Regions from separate parts of the Mus musculus genome. Here region 1 is linked to region 2. The links are chromatin contacts, called in public Hi-C maps. All regions are on one chromosome and are shown on one strand. Each heading gives the region's core, a stretch centred on a gene start, on an enhancer-like site or on the middle of the called end of the contact. The rest is flanking DNA. Distances are from core to core; before and after follow the strand shown.

Region 1 (6,672 bases), core at 3,513-6,012, 110 kb after region 2:
CCCTTTGGGTTTGCTGAAGAAGGAGCAGGATTTGGTCCAAACGGCTGTTTCATGCAGGTACAACTTCGTGGTAACAATCTGAAAAAAACTGGAATTTTTTTTTTCTGCATCCCCTACCTATCCTGGATGTCATCTGTAATCCTAACACAAGGGACACACACACACACACACTTGTCTAGTGACTAGATGAAATTTTACCATAGCAAAGGCTGCTCTTATCTCAGTCCACATGGCCAAAAGCTCACGCCATCTTGATGGCACCCAAAGATGGCCTATAGAGCCCTGGGATATTGCAAGTCCTTGTAAAATCTAAGGACCAATTTAAGACCACCTTCCATTACTTCCTGAGTTAGAATGTATCCGCTAGATTCTAATAGCCAGGCCTCTCTGCCTCAGAGCAATAAATGCAGTCGAGAGAAAAAAGGGCGAAGAGGGCTTCATTGCTTGCATTTGGGGCCTGGGTTTACTTCAGGTTGATTTCATGGTTTTTGCCGTGGTTGTTTAACCCCACATTCACTGAAATTCCTGTAGCTAAAAAAAAATAAATAAATAAAACCTGCCTGCTTTCTGGCGATGTCAGATAAGTTTTGGCTAAATGTGCCTTGGGATCCAGACATCCACTCCGGGCCTAAGTAGCAAGCATAATATAATCCCATCTGTCCCGTGCTCAGATGCGCTAGGGGTCTCTTCCAGGGAAGTCACGGAGCCTCTAAATGAAACCTCGCCTTCATCATTTTATCATGAACTAAGTAAGCAAAAGTAGTATTTATGGACATTACTGAGGGAAAACCGTGCAATGACTAAATGTGAATAGAAAGGAACGGAGAAGGCAAAGACAGTAAGAAAGACGCACAGGAATCCTCTCACAGACTGAATTTTGGTCTTCCATGTTTCCATAAACCTATAATTAATTCCACTTCAAGCACACTAAATGGAAAGTTCCAGCAATAAGCGGTATGCGTCTTTCTGAGTGCCTTCACGGGATCCATGCCTGTGACCGTGTCCTGCTGTGTCGCACACAGGATATGAATCATCCCTTTGCTCGGAGAGTCTACACGCTGTATGCTACCCACCCGGGGGTCACTTAAGAGTCTTCCTCAGGTATCTCAGCAACTGTCCCAGTATCACAGAGGAGAGACTCTGCTGACCTCTACCCTACTTCCAGTGGTCCCAGAGCAGAGAGATGCTAGTGATTCAGATGCTCCTAACATATGAGGTATGAAACACTTCCTCTGAGTGAACGGAGGGAAGGTGTCGAGTACGGAAAGAAAAAAGTTCACACGCCGAAGTTGCTCGGATCTCAAGTTAAATCCTTACTGTGCCTAACTTACAAATTCAACTTCAGCTTAGATGCACAGGAACAGAATAAAAACAACAGGTAAAATTCAGTATAGCCTAGGATTTGTCCCCAACTAACGCTGGGAGGTAACCATTCACCAAAATGAGAAGCCAGACAGGGAAGACCTTTGTCACAGTGGCAGGCCTAACTGCAGTGACCGAGCCACCTGAGACAGCCCACGAAAACCTCGTTAAGACAAAATGTGCTGTGCAATATCATCAGAACAAGTAACGATGTCGTGGGTCTCCCTGCTCTCATGGATCATCGGCCGATTCGGCCCACGAGGGCAGTGGGAACAGAGACTTTGACCATGGGGTTCAGAGTCTGTACAGTGAATGACCACACTGGGACCAATTGTCAGTAGGTGATCAACTTGACTTACGATGACTGAAGGCTTATAAAGTTTTGGGGGACCGAGGGTAGGGACATCCAGGATGGGCAAAGGTCATTGGCTGGGGGCTTAGGGTACCTGGAATGCCTCACAGCATGAGAAAGCACTCCAGGAATCTCAGGTGCTCAATGAACAGGTTTTGTCAGGAGAAAGGAAATTGATCCTATAAACTAATTGAGGCTGCGTGACATTCCTCAGGTAGAGGCGAGTACGGGGTCTTAGAACTCCTTGGACAAGGTCAGAGAAGGAGAAACAAAGGGAGTCCTCCATTCCACACTGAGCCCAGAAGGCTATCTGGTCAGGGGTAGACTTTGACCTTAATTGGCAGAGTTTTCCCACTGATCTAGAAGGAAGTTATAGGGAGAGGCAGTGATGTTAAAAAATATGTTCTCTTTCTCTTTTTAAGCTTATAAAGCAGTTGGTTAAAGAAAAAAAAATTTAATTGTAAGAAAATCCTGTGGCTAGAGATTTTGATATGGGTTGTGAGAGTGGCAGCCATTTTGCTAAAATGGGATATCAATGTGACCTTTCCATTTTATGAGTGTGTGTGCAGGGGTGGGGGTGGGGATGTGGACATATTACATTATGAGTATATTAGCATGTGTGCACCTGTGCATGCATGTGCAAAGGGTAGAGGCTGAACTACCTGTCTCCCTCTATTGGCTTGTAATATTGTCATTTTGAGACATGGTTGCTCTCCAAAACTCAGCTTACCAAATCAGCTAGACTGACCAGTAGGAAGTCCCCCTCCCCTGGCACCTCCTGCATCAGCCCCCCAGGCTGGGGAGCATGTCCTCCACACCTGGCTTTCTCTATGGACACGGGGGGGGGGGGGGGGGGAGGGTGCTAGATTCAGGACTTCATGCTAGCACAACGCATACTCCATCCACAGAGATGTTCCTCCTTCATTCCTATTCTTCCATTGATGAGCTATGATTAATAACTTTGTATCTGAACAGAAGGAGAAAAGCCAGGGGAGGGAGAAAAGAGAAAAAAAGGAAGTAGAGAAATTCTAAGAAATCTTCCTAACATCATTGAACAAGAGAGGAATGTGAGGATACAATGTGAGCTCACGGTCGCTCATGGTCGCCTGACCAGTAAAAGCCAATGGAAAGTCCTGCACTGGTCAGATAGTAGCCGGCCAGAGCAAAGAGTAGATAGATGGTCACCCAGTGTGGGCACTATCAGGGTCGTCAGGAGGAATAGGACCTACCACTGACATGCAAACACACCCACACAGCACAGGCACACACAGATAAAGAAACTTATTACGAGGAGTTAGTTTATGATACTATGTGGTCTGACATGCCTGTAGATCTGCAATGGGCAAGCTGCAGACCCAGAGAGCAATACTAATTCTAGCCCAAGGCCAAAGGCAAGTGAGAAAACGACAGGCCAGATCCAAAGATAGTCAAGCAGGAGACACTGTCCATACCATGGGGGTGTCAGCCACTGTGTTCAGGCCTCCAACTGACTGCATGAGCCCTCCACACTAGGGAGGGCAATCTACCAACGCTCTCCCCTCTGTTAAATCTTATCCAGAAACATTCTTGGAGAATATCCAGAGTAAGGTTGGTCAAACATCTGGGCATCCACTGGCCAGGCAAGTATACACACCACAGCACTAAGTGTCTAAGAGTTCCCAGTGCAAACACGTGAGACACACCAGCCACACCTACAGCATCCACACTGGCTAAGATGAGTCCTGGTTAGCAGTACCTCTGGGAAAAGGCCAAAGAAAAGAGCCGGTCACAGGGATGTCCTGTAGCATGCACCCCTGGCCCCACACAGACCCACAGCCACAAGCCTCTGTCGCTCACAGCGCCACATCAGAGATGGAAGGTCTTCGAGAGCACAGATGAGCTCTATCAGACAGGCTGACAAGTCCGAAAATTCTGAGTAGTGGGGTCAGAGTCCATTCTACCAACCTGAATCCCCTGGCCTCCACATTTTAAGTGCTTCTCCATGCCCACCCTGCTGTCCCCGTATCCCTACTGGAAGTAGCACATATAATCCAAGTACTATTACAGTAACTAGGACAGATCTGAGGACTAAATGACGCCATGGTGCCAAAGTAGTCTTATTTGCACTGCGGTGATGAAACAGAAATTTGAAGGACAAAGGGTCTTTATTTGGCTTACAGGTTACACTCTCTTATCAAGGGGAGCTGAGGCAGGAACTGACCCAGAGACCATGGAGGAACACTGTTTACCGATTTGTTCCCCCTGGCTTGCTCAATTACCTTTCATAGATAGCCCAGACCCACCAGCCCAGGGGGAGGGGGCGGGGCACTGCATACAGTGAGCTGGGCCACTCCTCATCAATAAGCAATCAAAAAAAAAAAAAAAAAAAAAGCCACAGCCAGGCCTGCAGGCCAATCTGACAAAGGCAGTTAGTCCCTCAGCTGTGATCCCATCTTCCCAGGTCTGTCTAGGACTGCGTCAAGTTCATAAAACTTAACTCTGACAGACGTAAGAGAAGCATCCCAAAGCCAGGCACACACGGGTGCTCGAAACACAGTAGCTCTTTTCACTGAAAATGCTGGCTGTTCCCACTGCCTGCAGATGGCTGCAACTCCCTCTTCTTGAGCAGAGCTAAGTTTGGAGTGAGGTGATTCACGATGGACGGGAGCAATCCTTACAGTCGCCACACTGATGCAAACATTTCACAGCCAGACATAATCAAACCAGGCAGAAAGGCAAGCGTCTGGCAGGCTCAGGAGTCAGGAAGCTAGGGACACGGAAGTCTTCGCTGGACAGCCAGCCTGGTCCCCGGCCTTGCCCCTTCTTTCCTGGACTGTGAACTTTTCCTAGAAAGATAAATAAAACTCACCACAGACAACAGGGTGGTGGCCGACCAAACAAGTGGTCTCCCCAATTCTGGTGGACAAATGAATTTAATAAGGTTCCTTACAGGGAGGTGGCCGACTTACAAGCAGGGACACCACTGAAGAAACCAGCTCTCCCCAAACCCACTAATAGCACAGATCCTGAAGGGGGCGGAATAAAGCCTCTAGAAGGGATGCGCCTTACAAGCCCTCCCCTAGCAACCCTTACAAGCCCTCCCCTAGCAACCATTGGCTTGGTTGGGAAGGAGGAGCCTTAGAAGCCTCCTCAGCAGGCACTAACAGCCTATATCCCTTCCACAGGGGAACATTGGTGGGCCCCGGCTTGTGTGGGTCTCCTGCAGTTAGTGACAGCGGCAGAGCAGTCACGAGGGCAACAGGATGGTCCATGATGGAGGATGGTTGCAGCTGCTCATGAACAGTGTGCAGTTGGGAAGCTGACTGCCTTGCTTCGGTGAGCACGGCTGCTCGCTGGTGTCCATGAGACAGTGCAGACTCGACATCGCTCCTCCCTGGGCCATACATGATACTTCGTGTATCTAGGCATAACTGGGATACCCACACGTCCCTTTGTTTCAAGACAACTCCCCCACCCAATCCCAAATCTACTCCATTACCCACAGTATCTCGCTCTTCTGACCCAAAAGAAACCAGGTCCAAGGCACTTCCTGAAAATGTCCCCCTGGCTTCCTGCAGGAAGCAGGTCCTCGGTCACAGCCGCTCCTACAGCTTTTTCTCCCTCCACACCTGCCTCGCCCCCAACATAAACTTTTCCACAGCAGAACAAGCACAGAGGGTCCTGGCAAGACCGAGGCAGGCCTGGAGGCACAGGCCTCCATCTCAGATATTTGGGGAGATAAGCCAGGTCACAGGGTTGAGAGCTTGCCTGGGTTGAGTAAGCTCAAAGCTAGCCTGGGCTACCTCATGAGACTATCTCAAAACTTAAACACGCGAGCGTGCGCATGCACTCGAAGCTTTCCTAGCATCTGCAAGGCCTTTGTCTCAATGTCCAGCAGAGTTAAATGTGAGTGTTTCTAAAGAAAACCAACACTGACCCACAGAGGAGCCAGGGAGACTCTTCCCTCTTTAAATGTCCATCACTGCAGTCCCTATAGACCTCAGACATTAATAAACAATATCTCAGTTACCCAGAAGTCAATTTAACTACGCAGTCGAATGAGGGAGTCGGAGGGAAAACAGAATGGCGGCGGCTCAGAGACTCTATGCTAGGACGGGCCATTGCAGTAGTGATTTGTAGCTGGGGGGTAAAAATAAATCAGTCTGGAACGGCAGGTGTAGCCAGTCGACCGGGCCACCTCCAATGTGATGCTGGCCATCCATCTGTCCTGCTCCCGCCTGGGGACCTAGCCTCAGACACAGCTGACACAGGCAGAGGCGTGCTTGGTGACTGAGGTCACAATGATACGCTTCAGATTTAGCACACCATCTTATCATAAATTTTTAAGTTCTGAATTTTAATATATATTTATAAATATATGTGCAATAGTTGATGCATACAGAAGTTAGCCAAGTCTACACATGGCTGAATAATCCAATTCTTGTGACCTTGGGGACTCCAGTCTAAGTGGCCCAGCACCTGGAATTCAGAGAGAGGAGCGACCTCGGAGGCACGGAAGAGCCACAGCTGAGGATAGACCTGCAACCTGACCCAAAGGAAAAGACCAGGCTATAAAGCAGAGGCCATGCTCTGGAGAAAACTCTACTGAGGGTGTCACCAGGCCAAAGGGGCTTGTTCGGGGAAACAGAGAGGCATCTGCTAGACTTGGAAGAGTGTCTTGTATGACATTGGCCAACTCCTCTTGCTGCTGCTTAAACTGCAAAGGTAACCATAGACTATTCTGGAAGATCAACGTTCAGCCTTAAAAAAAAGCCTGAAAATGTCCCGGTTTTCCATTTGTTGAGACAAGAGTTTTGCTCTCTGCAGCCCAGGCTAGTTTTAATCTCACAAACCTTCCAGCTTCACAGTGTGCGGTACAGGGATCGCGGTTGTGCACCACCACGCCCAGTTCCTTGGGAAGGTGTGCATAATGAGCACACCATTAACAAGCGCCCACAGTCACAGGTCTACCAGGTGTT
Region 2 (6,749 bases), core at 1,971-4,470:
ACTGAGCCGTCTCTCCAGCTCAAAACAGCAAACTTTAACATCAAAACTCTAACACCGTGAAATACAAAGATGTGCTCGTTATTATACAAAAGACAGCCCTTGAACAAGGGAATCCCAGAAGACGGCCCAAGTCCTGTTTCTGTTCATGTGGTCTGACAAACTATTTTAAGACTCTGGCCCCCAACTTCCATGACAAACCTCAATTTCAAAAATAACAAAATGCCTTTAACAGCTGGCAGCCACGAATGAGCACCTCCAAAACCCGTTCGACAGTAAGCACCAAGAACACTGCAGCTCAATATGGAAACGACAGCTCCTGGTGCCACATCCCCTCGAGGTCATAGATGTTGTTCTTGCTGCTATACCAAAGATCAAAAGCACCAGGGTTTCCCTGTCGCTCTCTTGTGGGCTTTTCTAGAGGATCATTGAAAGCAATACCATTAAAGGGAGATCTGCCCACCCTGACTAGGGGGGAAAAGGGGCTTTACTCCGTGAGTATGCGCCCCCCCCTCATAAATAATCATAAAAACATCTTTAAAATCCACAACACTGAGGAAAGCTCTTGGTGCCGCATTCTGGGATATTGGCAAGAATTTGACATTGGGCTAGGACAAGGAAGTAGGCTCCAGATGAATACAGGGGAGGGAGGAGTGTGGGATCTGTATCTTGATGGGTCCGGTTAAGAGTCTAAACACAGCAATCGTGGGACCTTTGTTTATGCTTTGTCTGTTCCTTAGCTACTCTGTTTATGATTTGTTTGTTCTTTTCTACCGTTGGCTCTGCAGCCTCACACCAGCACACGTGGACCACAGCATTTGTTTGTGAGAGGTTATATGCCTGGATGGCAACACATATTTCCCTTGTACAGAAGGGATTGATAAATAACGAAAGCACATGTTCAGAAGGCAATCAACTGATTTACAAGTATGTACTGGGATCCCTGTTCTCCGCTCTTTGGGGAGCGCTTCCATGGGTATAGGTTGTGCTGTGTGGTGGCCCTGGGTTCTCCATTCTGAGAAGCTACCAAACTTTTGCCGAGTAACTGCCCTCTTACAGTCTTACCAAAGTACACATGGGTTCCAGCTTCCCCACTCCCGTAACAACACTTGTTACTTTCCAGTTTAGAAACAAAAATACACACACACACATGAGCACACGCATGCACACCAGGCTGGCAGGATGGATTGTTTGGCACAGTGCTGGCAAACAATCTAAGCTAAGTTCACTCAGCCCCAGGACCATGCGAAGGTGGGGGGAGGGAACTGAGCCCACAAGGTTGCCCTCTGACTCCACACGCATCGCTATCATAGTGACACAGTATCCATAGAGATTTACCATGTAGCCAGGCATGGCAGTGCACGGCCTTAATCCTGTAACCTGGGAGGTTACACAGACGGGTCTCTGTGAGTTCCAGGCCAGGCAGATCTACAGACTGAGATTCTTTCTCCGGGAAGCAGGGTGGGAATTCAGGCAGAGTTATATGGTGAGGGAAAAGCCACCACTGTAGTGATTATGAATAGTATCTCACTGTCATTTTGACTGGCACTTTTTAAATCGTTCATGATATAGGGTGTATTTTCCGTCATGGGGCATGCTTATTCGGCCACAGGTATGTATGTATGCCCTCTGGGGAAATGAAAACTCAAGTGCACGACCCATTTTATAACAGGACTGTCTTTAGTCCTTCTTGACAGTTTGGCCTTGGTGTTCACAGCAGCCAGGAAGTGGACACAGATAAAGAAAGCAAAATCTCGACATATTAGAAAATGTGATTCTACCAAGGTCTCTGAGCCATGCCACGGTATGGATGGGCCTTGGAGGCAGGGTGTTAAGTGAAATAGGACACGCACAGCTTCCACTATAGTAAGCTCGCAAAGTCAATGTAAGACGGAGGTTCGCAGGGCCTGGGGCAGGTTGGGTGGAGGATAAGAAGTGGGATAGGATTGCCCAACGAAACAATTCTGTCTGGGATGGTGAAAGCTGTGCTAATAACTGCACAGCCACTCATTTAAAATGGCTAATTTTATGTTGGGCATATTTTACCATGCCAAAAAAAAAAAAATAGTTCAGCATACTGTTTACTTTATACTTCTAAGTGTAGTCAAAAAATATTAGTCAAGACGGTTTTAAAGAGTGTCCTCCACCAAGGATGCTGGAGTTGAAGAGTCTCTGAAATAATAAGGAGCCAGGAAATGACACTGGGGGTACACGGAGTCGGGGCTCAGCAGGATCACCCCTGATGTGCAGTGACAAGGGATGACAGTGCCTTCGTCCTCACGGGGCCTCATCCCATAGAGAACTGTGAATAGAAAGTGACCTCGGAGGGTCACTGCTGAGAGACGGGGATTACAAAAAAGAACTGCAAAAAGAGATGGGACAAACCGCGTTCCATAGGGGCCCTTGGGCCTGCATCTGGGCCTCCAGCAGACTCTGTCCTCTGAAATTTCGAGGCGCCCTGTGTTTTTCTGTGTCCCTCAAACACTCCACGAGAGAATTTTTAAAGTGAGCTGTACTGCATAAACACCGGCTCGAGGCTAGAGATGGCTCACTGCTGGTGAAGGCACGTTGTCACTGTGCCTGACCTTCTGAGTCGGTCCCCAACAGTGTCCATCCTCGCCCCCTCCCCCACATCGACCGGAGCAAAGGGACTGCTCGAGAAGAAAACACAGGGCAAGGAGGGGACTACTTATTTCACTACCCAAAGACTAGATTTCTAGGCTTGCTCTAGATTTATTTAAGGGACATTCTAATTTATTTAACCCACCAACAGAGGCCCCCACAGCACAAGGAAATTGGGATGAGCAATACACCAATGTGACAATAACACTCAGAGAACAGTCTTGTCACAGAGTGTGCTTGTGTCCCGGAGGGACCTCCAACCAAAATAACAAGCATTCACCCACCGTGTACCTATGCTAACAGATACATGTCTGCCTTTAGTGCCCTGAAGACTGAGAATAAACAGGAATCCGCCGGAGCACTGAAGAGCCTGCCTTTCCAATACTTCCTGTAGCTTGCTTCCACACACCACCGTCAAGAAGGGGAATATTATGTTGTGAAACCAACAGCACACTTGCTACAGCTGCTAGGGAGTTCTGTAAATGGAGCTAAAGGTTTTCTGTTTAAAAACCCAAGCATCCCACTCCTCTGAGCTGTGTGCATACGCTTCACTCCCTGCCAAGTGCTTTTCTCCACTTGTCAGGCAGCAGCCCTTGATCTCAAAGGGAAGAGCCCAGCTCCCCTCCCACCAGCCCACAGCTGGACTTCCCACAGCTAACGACAGGACAGGACTGGTCCACTTCCCAATGGCTTTTGTGCTGCTTGACTCTGCTGATGGACAAAGCCCCGTGCCTCCTTTGTGGGAAAGGAATGGCTCTCTCCAGCTTGTTCTATTATCCCGACTTACAGGGGATGCGTTCCGGAGGGAGGGCATCTGGGTACAAGGGAGGCCTCAGGCTACTAACTAAAAATCACTTATTAGCAGCTGGACCGGCAGCTGATATTTCAAAGGCGCTGCCTACCTACCTGAATATCAAACCAAAAGGATTGGAAAGAAAACCAAATTTCCTCACTAGCCATGGCATCATCCCCAGTCCTCGCCACAGAACTCCCCATGAGGTCGCAGAGGAAGCAGAAAACAGAAGAAGCCATCTGAGGGGACAGTGCTAACAAGCTGGGGTGAGAGGGCACTCTGCACCTGTCTGCTAAGGCATTCTCACCAGGCAACACTTGCAGAGAACCTCTATGGCCAGATGAAAGGCAAGGTGGGGTGCAGAATGCTTGTCATTGTCACTCTGCTGGCCCCAAAGGCCGTCCCCCCATGGTCTCTGCTGCCGTTATTACAGTGATTTTCCTCTAGCCCTTCTTACCTTCCGGCAATTAAGACGCACTTGGGGTTTTAAGATCACTAGATGAAAGGGGGGCCAGATGTGAACGTTATTATTATTTTGTTCAAAGCAGACCGGTCCACTAACATCTGCGGACAAGTTTACTACACACCACTTAAAACAGACGAGCCAGGTCAGATGCCAAAAAGCCCCAGGTTTGTATTTCTGAAGGCATCCGACATCTACCACATGTTTTCAGGCTGTGATTTCAGATGAGGCTCCTGAGAGAAGGTTAACTTTCCAGTCGGCTGCCAGAATCAGAAAGAGACGTGTGCAGTGGAGAAGGATCAGCTGCACGCCTGGAGCTGGAAGGGGCGAGGCGGACGAGGGTGGAGGGGACGGCTCGCCAATCGGAAGGTACAGGGACACTGGGCTTCAGAGAGCTGTGGATTATCTTCAAGCATTTTTCATCCATCCTTGAACTCCTTACAGAATTCCTCAACTAACTCCCCTCAAATGATGAAAGCCCTTTTCTTACCAACTATAAAGACAGGGGCTTATGCCTGGAGAAGCTTAAACTTTATTAACACAGACCCAATGGCACCGGAGGATCTGGTTCTGTGCGCAATAACAAAATGTAATCAGTGCTCAGAGACATGGACGGCTGGGAGCAGTGGTCCAAACGAGGAAGTTGCTTGGTCTACCCTCAACTCCGGAGCCTATTAACACTTGAATCGGGTTGGACTCCCTTAGACCAGAGCCCTCAAAAGGCCTCTATTACACCACACCCAACTTTCTTCCTTGAGCCCAAGCCTCAGGGATCTCCATGAAAATCCCTGAAAATAACAGGCCCAGCGCTCTGGCCTCTTATTACCAGAAGAACTCAATGCCCTGCCCCTGGTCATCTTGATAGTGTCGCCACAAGAGTCCTCTCTGTGTAACCCTTCTATTCCAAACCCTTGCTTCTCTGATCTCCATGGTCACAGTCACCTCCCATATGGCGCGGATGCTCTCTTCCTTCACCACAATGCAGGTACAAGAGGGCAGAGAGATTCCTCCCAGTCTTGTTCCCCACTGAATCTCCACTGTCTGGAACTGGAGCGTGACACGAATGAAGCCTGTGGTAAACACAGAGGACCAGGAGGCTGGCTTCAGACGGTAAAGGACAAGCCCTCCCAGTGAGCGGTGCAGGAAGATCTTCACACTGGCCCAGTTCTATGCTCATGAGCCCTATGCACATAGACCCTGGAAACTCCTCCTGAAAAGGCACAAAGACCAGGGAAAGCTCTGAACAGGTTTCCAGAACTTTCAATCACTATCAGAGCCCTACCAACTCTAACCGCCCCCAAACCCAGAAGGTCTGGCTAACACAGAAGGTACCAAAATATCCCGACTCTGGGGGTACAAAAACAATTCTTTTTTTTTTTTTTCTTGTTTTTCAAATGATTGACTGATTGATTGGTTTATTTATTTATTTATTATACGAGTACACTGCAGCTATCTTCAAACACACACTAGAAGAGTGCATCGGATCCCATTACAGATGGTCGTGAGCCACCATGTGGCTGCTGGGATTTGAACTCAGGACCTCCAGAAGAGCAGTCAGTGCTCTTACCCACTGAGCCATCCTGCCAGCCCTTAAATTTTTATTATATAGATTGTTTTAGGTTTGTAGCCAAAGAACAGATTTTTTTTTTCATAGACTTTCTGTTTTCTAAGAACTGACTCCTCCCCTTCTGTCCACATAACCCACTAAGGAAAGGCATCTGTAAAACGGAAGAACCCACGTGCCACATCATTGTTACCACAAATCCTTCCCTGACTTCATTACTCTGGAAGCTGCACATTTTCAGGGTTGAGCAGAACACATTTCATGAATTTACCAGACTACCCAATCAACTCTCCATCCCCCAGCTCTCCATCCATCCCCCCCAGCTCCCCAGTCCCTAACAGCCGAAGCTAAGGTTCTTCTACGTCTTTTCATGGCTTGCTCATTTTTTTTAGCACTGTATAATACTCTATCATATGGAGTAGGCGCCCACCTACAGAAAGACATCCTGGTCTCCTCCCAGTTTGGGCAATTCTAAGTAAAGCCGCCGTGAACCGCATGCACGGGGTGGTTTTGCAGAGTGTTTGGTACGGGAAGCATGCACAAAGAGAGAAATGCAAGGAACGATCTCACTGCGCTTCAAAATGAGCTTCACACTCTCTAGAGAGCTGCCTCTTTCTAAGAACACTTGACAAATTAAACTTGGCAATGAGTCTGGTTTTAGTTTTACACACAGATGAATACATGATGCCTTTACCCAAGCACTTCAAATAGATTTATAAACCCTAAATGTGACGTGAGACGCAGATCTTTCCTTTGGTACCGATTAAATTCAATGCATCTACAGAACTCAAGCATCCATTCCCCTGCACGTGACCTGAACACAGGAACGAACAGAGGCAGTGTTGAAAGGCGAGTGACGGTGTCCCTTCAAACACACCACCAGGTGGCCAGCAGAGATGAGAGCAAATTCTCAAGCAGAGACACCTGGAAACCTCTGGAACTGGGTCCAGAAAACAGTTAGGGAAGTAACCAACTATACCTCAACAGCTCCCTGCAAACGTGATTAAACAAAAGCCACACGAATCAGGCCCAGGCTGCAGTTCAGCAGTAAAGCATTTACCCAGCACCCATAGGCCATGGGGTCATCCCATCCAACATCAAAAATAATAGATCAATGGATGGTTGGTAGATAGATAGATAGGTAGATAATAGATAGATAGATAGATAGATAGATAGATAGAGAATAGATAGGTAGATAGACAGGTAGATGGTAGTTAGGTAGATACTCTGAGACACAGGCTACTCGGGTCACACGGGCCAAAGTTGCGGGAAAAGTGAACTTCACCTTACAATAGACAGAAGGGCTCAGA

What was found. A called contact is a pair of places that touch in the nucleus more often than the background predicts.
Region 1: a Hi-C map of cortical neurons shows a contact between it and region 2, with 2.4 times the contacts expected there. The contact joins two enhancer-like sites. A contact is called at or near these places in 5 of 484 Hi-C or Micro-C datasets (CD4 T cells, bone marrow-derived macrophages and cortical neurons), 3 of 115 datasets of contacts at active chromatin or transcription factors (bone marrow-derived macrophages, embryonic hindbrain and microglia) and 3 of 9 other capture datasets (adipose tissue, liver and pancreatic islet).

The regions. Positions count from the first base shown.
Region 1 is chr16:90,048,304-90,054,975 of GRCm38.p6, forward strand. It overlaps a transcript of Tiam1 not described here. Among named protein-coding and RNA genes, the nearest start is that of Gm10789, 91 kb to the right of the region's middle. Within about 2 kb of position 4,763, at least 33 of the 459 cell types and tissues checked have an H3K27ac peak or open chromatin away from gene starts, as enhancers often do. A contact at or near this core is called in cortical neurons, where this site is marked.
Region 2 is chr16:89,941,006-89,947,754 of GRCm38.p6, forward strand. The region is part of intron 2 of Tiam1 (T cell lymphoma invasion and metastasis 1); the gene reads right to left. Among named protein-coding and RNA genes, the nearest start is that of Tiam1, 16 kb to the right of the region's middle. Within about 2 kb of position 3,221, at least 43 of the 459 cell types and tissues checked have an H3K27ac peak or open chromatin away from gene starts, as enhancers often do. A contact at or near this core is called in cortical neurons, where this site is marked.